2 separate regions of the Mus musculus genome follow, and region 2 is linked to region 1. A link is a contact called in public Micro-C data. All regions are on one chromosome and are shown on one strand. The core of a region is the stretch at or near the end of the contact, and the rest is flanking DNA. Distances in the headings are between cores, read along the strand shown. Region 1 has its middle 49 kb from the start of Gm32849. Region 2 overlaps Nav2 (neuron navigator 2).

The links. A called contact is a pair of places that touch in the nucleus more often than the background predicts.
Region 2: a Micro-C map of the G1E-ER4 cell line shows a contact between it and region 1. The contact joins two enhancer-like sites.

Annotation. Positions count from the first base shown.
Region 1 is chr7:48,990,368-48,994,487 of GRCm38.p6, reverse strand. It overlaps a transcript of Nav2 not described here. Among named protein-coding and RNA genes, the nearest start is that of Gm32849, 49 kb to the left of the region's middle. Within about 2 kb of position 2,192, at least 31 of the 459 cell types and tissues checked have an H3K27ac peak or open chromatin away from gene starts, as enhancers often do. A contact at or near this core is called in the G1E-ER4 cell line, where this site is marked.
Region 2 is chr7:49,328,253-49,332,372 of GRCm38.p6, reverse strand. The region is part of intron 1 of Nav2 (neuron navigator 2); the gene reads right to left. Among named protein-coding and RNA genes, the nearest start is that of Gm51448, 20 kb to the left of the region's middle. Within about 2 kb of position 2,047, at least 19 of the 459 cell types and tissues checked have an H3K27ac peak or open chromatin away from gene starts, as enhancers often do. A contact at or near this core is called in the G1E-ER4 cell line, where this site is marked.

The sequences.
Region 1 (4,120 bases), core at 943-3,442:
TTATCTACCCACTGTTCTGGGAAAGCAAAGTGTGAAAAAACATGCGCCTGCCTTCACAACGCATCCCGTCCAGTGGGAGAAAGAAACAAGACAGACTCAGAAACAGGTTGGGAGGGGGCAGGGAGTGTATAGTAATCACTGACCCACGAGGGGACCGGTAAGTACAATGGTTAAGCACAAAGGAGAGATGCTGCCCTACTAGGAAGTGAGCAATGACTTCCTGGGAGGGGTGAGGCTATGATAAACCTTAAGGAATGCAGGGATTCATCCATAACAACCAGGAATCAGGGTGGGCTTCTAGACCACAGAGAACAGAGGGGTGAGTGATAGCAGGGACTTTCTGCCACCACCATGAGTCTAGAGGTATTGTTCAAGGTGGGAAGCAGGAGATGGGCTGCAGAGGGTTGGGTCATGTCCCTGACCTGAGCTGAACAGCTGAGGCCAGTATACACACACCTCCCCAGTCTCAGCAGTGAGAGTCCCATGTCTACACAGCCCTCTCTAATCTCAGCAATGAGAGTCCCATGTCTACACAGACCTCCCCAGTCTCAGCAGTGAGAGTCCCATGTCTACACAGCCCTCCCCATTCTCAGCAATGAAAGTCCCATGTCTACACAGCCCTCCCCAGTCTCAGCAGTGAGAGTCCCATGTCTACACAGCCCTCCCCATTCTCAGCAATGAAAGTCCCATGTCTACACAGCCCTCCCCAGTCTCAGCAGTGAGAGTCCCATGTCTACACAGCCCTCCCTAATCTCAGCAATGAGAGTCCCATGTCTACACAGACCTCCCCAGTCTCAGCAATGAGAATTCCATCTCTACACAGATTTCCCCAATCTCAGCAATGAGAGTCCTGTGTCTACACAGACCTCTCCAGTCTCAGCAGTGAGAGTCCCATGTCTATACAGACCTCCCCAGTCTCAGCAGTGAGAGTCTTGCGTCCCCAGAATCCTCTTGGTCCTGGGCAAGGAGGGAAGAATGACCACCCTATAGGACTTCGTCATGCTAAGGACACCTAACATTGCACAAAGATGGGGAGAGTCGGTAGAAGACTGAGTTTGTATGTATAATGTATGCAGAGTACTAAGCCCCTGCTTCCACCACCCTGAGTCCATGTTCTCCCGTGAGCACACTGTCACAGGACTCATAATGCCTCAGAGTGCCCTGGACACCAGGGCTTTGCCAGGTAATTGAATGTCTTGCTGCACCCTGCTCTCCTGCTTTGGGCTCCCCAAAAAATGGGAGATTTGCCTTTCTGCATAGTCCTCCTCTCATGGTAGGCTACTCAGAAGCACACACTCTCTGGCAGCCATGAGATTACAGGACAGGGAGAATCCGGAGCTAGCTCTGGCATGCTGTGAAGTTCCCGGACCAGTGACTTCTCCTAGCCAGTGCCTTCCAGATCTTCAGGACACAAACAGGCACATCCACAAGGATCAGCTGTAGCCTATGGAAATCCAATACAGAGAGAAACCCACCTCACGAGCTTGACAGATATCCACCTCGCCATGCTGTGTTCAAATCTCAGATGTTGCCAGAAAGAAGAGAAGGTGCCTGTTGTTATTCATTTGCATAAAAGATTTCATTCACGTGGCTAACTGCAAACAGCACAGAGACTGTAGGGAGTGGAAATGTTTAGAAAAATGGATACTTTTTTTCTTTCTAAAGGATCCTAGAAAGTAATACACAATGTTAATTATATAACTTTATTAAGTATAGACATGAAAGCTACTGGCAATCTTTCTTCAGTCTACTTTGGGGATAGCTTATTAGTGACCTGGCAGGGGATGGGAGGAGGGGGTATTAGATAGATGCTCAGTGCTGGTGGACAAGGAAATAATGTGGAAGCACAGTCAACAGCTATGCGGGTGTAGTATGGCTGGGCTCTGTACACAGCCATAGAAGGCATAAGCGGGATGTGGGCTCCTCACCTGCCATCCCAAAGCCATCCCAATGAGAACTTGATCATTAGTCCTACAATTGCAAAAAGTGGAGGCTCTGGGTTTCATTAAAATGATTCTGCCAGCACGCCTATCAGTGATCCAGGGCGTGCACAGGGCTCAGCCTCCTTGAGTCTGCTAGGGAACTGATAAGGTGCCTCACATGGGGCTTTGGTGAGCAGCAGAATGAGAGAATGCATTGGGATGGTTCCATTTAGCTTGGGACACATTGCCAAGGAACAGACTCAGAGCTGAGGAAACAAAGAGCCCTAAAGAGTTTCAGGAATGCAGTGAGGAAGGACTAGTAATGAGAACGGGGTAGGCACCTCACTCCCCAAAGCCTCTGTTTTCTGTTGGTCAGAAAGAGTTCACTGCAACGTGGATAGCAAAAGATAAGTGGCACAAGGAGGAGGGGCTGTGCTGCTGAGCCACCGGGGAAGATGTGTTTGCGGTCCCAGCAAAGATGTGATCACTTCCAGGCCCGCATCTCGTGGAGCTTGTCTCATACATGCTCAGTGAAGCCTGATTCCTCTCTCCAGAGAGGAGCTGTTTGCTCAAGCCCCAGACAGCTCCACCTTGTCAAATGCTGCCTGCTCTGATCTTCCACCTGCCAGGGTCTCCCAGCCTTGCCTCTCCCCTTAATCCATTCAAAAGGCTGAGACCCAAATAAACTGTCAAGCACTCCCCATCACTCTTGTGGAGTGGGGCCAGTCCACCCCAGCTCCCGTTTCTCTACATCAGCACCCAGGCCCCTTCTGCTTGTCAGAAAAAAAAAAAAAAAAAAAAGCAAGAAGATGAAGAAGGAGGAAGATGAGGAAAGAAAGATGAAGATGAAGAGAGGAAAAAGAAATGAAATAAAATTCTGGGAACAGGGGCCTGTCCTGTCCTTTTAGCATACTCTTTTACCTTTCCAAGCAAAATCTGGTTAACAGACAAGAAAGCAATTGACTCTGAGTATTCTAGATCCAGTCAAGTCCACGAACCTTCATCCATTTGCCTGCATTATGCCACGCTTGGTGCTATGTGCTACAATGCCTCTCCCCAGGAACCCATGGCTCAGAGATGAATCAGTTTTGCAAATAACCAAGCCCCGTAGCAGGGGCAACAATGTTACAGACCAAGGCTCTGAGGGAGCGGAGCAGGACTCTGTATCAGTCTGAGAGACAAAAGAACAGAAATGGAGACAGGGTGGAGGTGAGTAGTGGATATCCTAGGCAAAGACCAAGAGAAAGAGAAACTGGTGCCAAGGCACCAGGCTGTGGTGAGACCTGACCATTCCAGCCACCCTCACGGGGAGCGTGCTCCCTCTTCCAGCTGGCCCCATGAATGCTGACACACCAGCACTTGTCACAAGTCATCCAAAGTATCCACTTATTTACTTTCTTCCTTGCCAAACTAGAAGCTCTAGACAGTGTCTGGAATATAGTAAATTCTCAACAGAGAGTTTTAAGTGGATGATGGGGTGGGTAAGTAGATGGGTGGATGGGTAGATAAACGGCCAGTAAAATTAATGAACAGACCTGTCTCCTTAAGAAACAATACCATAGTGTAGGACTGGTTTGATGTGGGGGAACTTGGGTGCAAGTGCCAGTGCTCTGGTCCTAGTCTCATAAGGGCTGGGTAACATGCTCCCTTTGAGCTTTGTTGTTGTCTGTTGCAGGTGTCTAGGGTATCTGTCTCAGAGTTCTCAGGACGTTGAATGTGATGGTCAATGTGACTGTACTTTGTATGTTGCCAAATATGGAGAGGTATGTCATGTGTATTTTTTAGCCATGGTGCTATATAAGCAAGCACAGAAACCCCGATGGCAACCCCGCTTTAACAGGAAGGAAGCGTGATGTTTAGAAAGGCTCTAAATATGATCCCACAGAGTGGTGAGGCTCTTGCATTGGTTAACATTGCACTGTGATCTCTGCTTGTCGTAACTTTGTAGAGAGCAACTTGACAAAAAACTTCTCATCTTCTGGCTGCTTCTTGCCACTTCAGTGGAGCCTTGTGCTTTCCTCCGGATCGAGCATCTGCTACCGATTCGTGTTTGGTGTTTGCCAATTAGACTGCACTGCTGCTACTGATTCGTGTTTGATGTTTTGGACTGCACTGCTGCTATCCTGACAACGAAGATTGGGATCTTCGCATAGAACTACTTCTAAACAGGTCAACAACCCCGGTTTCCTAGCAACCTT
Region 2 (4,120 bases), core at 798-3,297, 340 kb before region 1:
TCAGTCTTTTCGTGGCCTCTAACCTGATCCTAGACAGAGCAGCCCCAGCAGTCTCTCCTATGTGATGGGTGCTCTCAGCTAATGGGGAGCTGGCACTCACTAGAGGAAGCAGTTCTCGTCCATACTCCCAAGGCCAACACTACACTCACTGCAATCAGGGGCAGTGTCTCGGTTCAGCAGATGCCTGGTGAATCTGTTATATAGTTTTGATACATGACACCAGCATAATGTGCTCGCCTGGGAATATTTTGGTGCCAAGAATGAGCAGGAGGGAAAGCACTGCAGAAGGATTGACCTTGGTAATCTCCCACCACAGTAACTCCCCACTCCAATCCCCCCTGGAGGAGCTTTAATGAAATCTTGCAAGAGATGAGATGCGGCAATGCTGGAGGAGATAGAGCCCTGTCTGGAATATGCAACTGTCTGCAGGAGGGTGTGGTGAACTAGAGAGCAATGGCCTTTCTCCGTGATCTAAAGGGCTGCTTGTAGCAGACAGGAAGCCACTGCACACGTCTGTCTGTGCTCTCCAATCAGGGTTAATGGATACTGGGGTTGGAGAACAGCCTATATTTGTGCCTCTAACACTTTGCTTGAAGCCTGTGTGGGACAACAAAGACTCCACCGATGGCCTGTCCCCGGTGACTATGCCTTGCTGCCCAAAATTGTTTCTCAGGATGAACAAACACTGATGTCCTGCTCCTAACCAACACGACTACAACGAGGTCTACCTGCTTCGTTGGGTTGCTCCTGAATCCATCATTCATAAGAAACCAAGATGAACACTGTCTTATTTAAAAGACATGCCAACAGGAGGCCAGCCCACTGACCACAGAGACTTGCAATGATGTAGTCTCTGTGTCAACGTGGCCCCATCTACTAGGGGACCTTTCCCATATAATGAATATCACAGCACCTCCCTGCACCCAGAGTCAGACGGTCCTGAGACACAGAAGGGGGCTTCTCAAATGCTCAGGCCCAATGCTGACATCTTGTCATAGAATCCTAAGCCTGACCTCCATGCTAAGTTTTCCCAAACATCAAGTCATGAAGAACCTTCTTAGCCCCATGGGCTGCTGGATATTCTTCCTGGAAAGCTTCCCTTGGTTGACTTGAGTGTGGATCCTAGAAAGAAACGTAGCGGTGAACACCCCAGCCTTTAGAACCAAACAGTGGCAAGGTGCCTGGGTGGTTGTGAGTCTTTGTCTTACAAATGCATTTCAGATGTCCATGAAACGCCCTCTCCCTCTACTGCCCTCTGTTCTTACCCAACAGAGGCTGAGGCTGGGTAAAGCTGAAAGTGGCTTTGCTTTGTTTTATTTATTGACACAGAGTGCCACTATGTAGCTCAGGTTGGTTTTGAACTCTCTGCTCTCAGTCTTCTTGCCTCTGCTTCCCAAGTGCTTGGATTTCAAGTGCACACCCCACCCCTGACTCTGAAGGCAATTGCTAAAATTAAAGCAAAGACCTGATTTTTATTGCAACCACCCCTCCACCTCCAGAAGATGGCCATAAGCCAGCTCCCCCACATCCTCCTATAGTGGTCTTCAACGTAGTCATCCTGCCTCCTGACCCATAGGGCTACTGTGGTCCCTGGGTTGTATCTTCACATACGGAGTCCTAAACTGCTTCAGAAGAAGTCAAAGATCCTGGCCAGCCACATTGCACTCTGCTTAGGAAGAGAAAAGCCTTATAGAGAGAGAGAAAGAGAGAGAGAGACAGAGACAGAGACAGAGACAGACAGAGAGAGACCAGGTGAAGCAAAGAGGGACAGGAAGGAGGCTGTGAAGACAAAGCTTTTGACATTTAGCAGTGTATATGGAGGGTGGGCAGTGGGAGACTTCAGCTCCATGCTGCTCATGCCCACACAGCAAAGAGAGATGCTTCATGGGTGACCCGCAGGGAGCAGAGGGAGAAGTGCCAGCCTGCTGGTTTCGGCCAAGAGACAGGCTACATTGTCACAGGCTGCCTCAGTGCCCACCATATTCCACTCCCCACCCAGAGATGCAGCTTGCTGTTGCCAAACTGGTTGGGCTAAGTCACAGACAGTAAAAAGGACCTGTCTGGCTGCCACATCCCTGATCAAAGCTGACTCATTTCAAAGGCAAACTGTCAGCCGTCCGGGAGATTGGGATCAGACAGAAAAATAAACTATCAGGTTACTTCAGGGGCTAAAAAACAAAACCTCCCTATAAACAAAGTCATCTTTTGTGCTCTGAAATGTTCCATCCTAATAACCCATGAGGAAAATTATCAGGCATTAATTAAAGTACACACTTGGGTCTGGAGGTAAGGCCCTAATGCTCATTTGGCTCACATCGTCCCCTATGGGGAAATTTTTTAAAGCTGGGAGCTTAAGAACGCAGACCTAAGACTAAACCAGACTCAGGTCCCACCTTGTTCTATAGTCACTCATGATGCTATTGTGGCATAGTGATAGCTCAAAAAGGGTCTAGGAGACTGAGATACACATAGACATACACATGCACACACAAACATAGACACACACATATACACAGACAAGAGACAGACAAGAAAACCCACACATATAGACACAGAAACAGACATATATAGACAGACATACACAGAGATGCATACAAAGAGACACACACACAAATATGAAGACATAGATATATATTGGGAAACACATACACAGGCACATACATATACATACACAGACAAATGCACACACACACACACTCCCCCTTCTTTCTTTTGAAAGACACAGCATGGCAAAGCTATCAGCCACAGTTTCGCTCGGCTCACATTTCAGGACAAAGTTGGTTTCAGATCTGGATTCTCAGAGCGAAACAATTTGGTTGAGAGTAGATTTTCTGGGCAGGTCTCTAGGTATCGGCCTAGCAATGGGAAGAACTGATCCACATGATGTGTTAGAGACAATGGAGGCCATTCCTGCTTCTCAGTCCCTGGACACTTGAGAACTCAATGGGGTCTGTGGATGTGCACAGAAGGGGGCAACCATGCCTGAGCTCCTGGGGCCAGCTTTCTTTTCTTCAGTGAGGTTGTGGCTCACTCCCCGGGACCTAAAATATGCACAGGACACATGACTACACCCAAGGCTAGTCAGAATAGTCCTGGAGTCAGACTCCCTATACAGAAATGCCAGTGAGGAGCGGCTGCATCCTGTGGTAAGAACTGTCTGCCATCTAGTTGGTGAGAGAATGCAAACTCAGTGAGGCAGCTAGGAGAAACACAGAAGCCATCACTAACATTAAGCCTGCCTCCTTCAAAGTACATCCACTTAGTAGAATGCCAGGGGTTCCCTCAGATTCCAAGAGTCTGCAAGATAACATTCTATCCTACTTGGGCTGAAACCAGGGTGGTTCAAATACTGCCTCCACCAAGTTGGCTTTGTGAAAGCAAGTGTTCTAGCTACTGAGTCCACTCAAAATATAATCTATTGGGGCTCTGATATACCCCACTAATGTATGTGACCTAGGGAGCAATGAGTATAAAAAGAGGAGGCAAGGGCTTCATATAGCCAGTTACTCCAGCCGTGGTCACTACACCTGAGACCTGATGCTTACTTAACGTGTTAAGTCTGCAGATGTTCTGCGGGAAAAGCTGTCAGAGGCAGGAGACGGGCTTTCTGAAGCTCTACAAGCATCTCATAACATCCCTTGAAGCAGTGTTCTCTCCCCAGTCTGGCAGGTGTCCTGGACAGGTGCAGGCCAGCTCACTCCCAAGTTTACCAGACTCACTGCTGAGTAACTGGTGCCAAGTCACAAGCTATGTGTCCATAGAAAGAGCTACCGGGGACGCTGAGTGTTTGTAGAATTCACTCAGTGAAGGTCTATGCCCTGTGGAGGCTCCCCTTGTTCTCCCTGACCTTCCCAATTGCTATAAAGGGCCTATGCTGCCAGGCTTTCGCCTGTGATCTAGAGTCCCCTGGGTAAAGCAATGGGGTCTCTGGGAATTCTCACAGACATAAGAATGATGATAGCTAACCAGGAGAGTTGATGGGCATACCTGTCACAGGAACAGTCTCCAGGAATTGCTAATGTGGTTTCGTGACAACCCCATATTAACCCTCACAAATGAAGTCCTATAGGACACAGAATCCTTATCTGCCTTCCCAAGTGGAGTGGGCAGGATAGGGCTA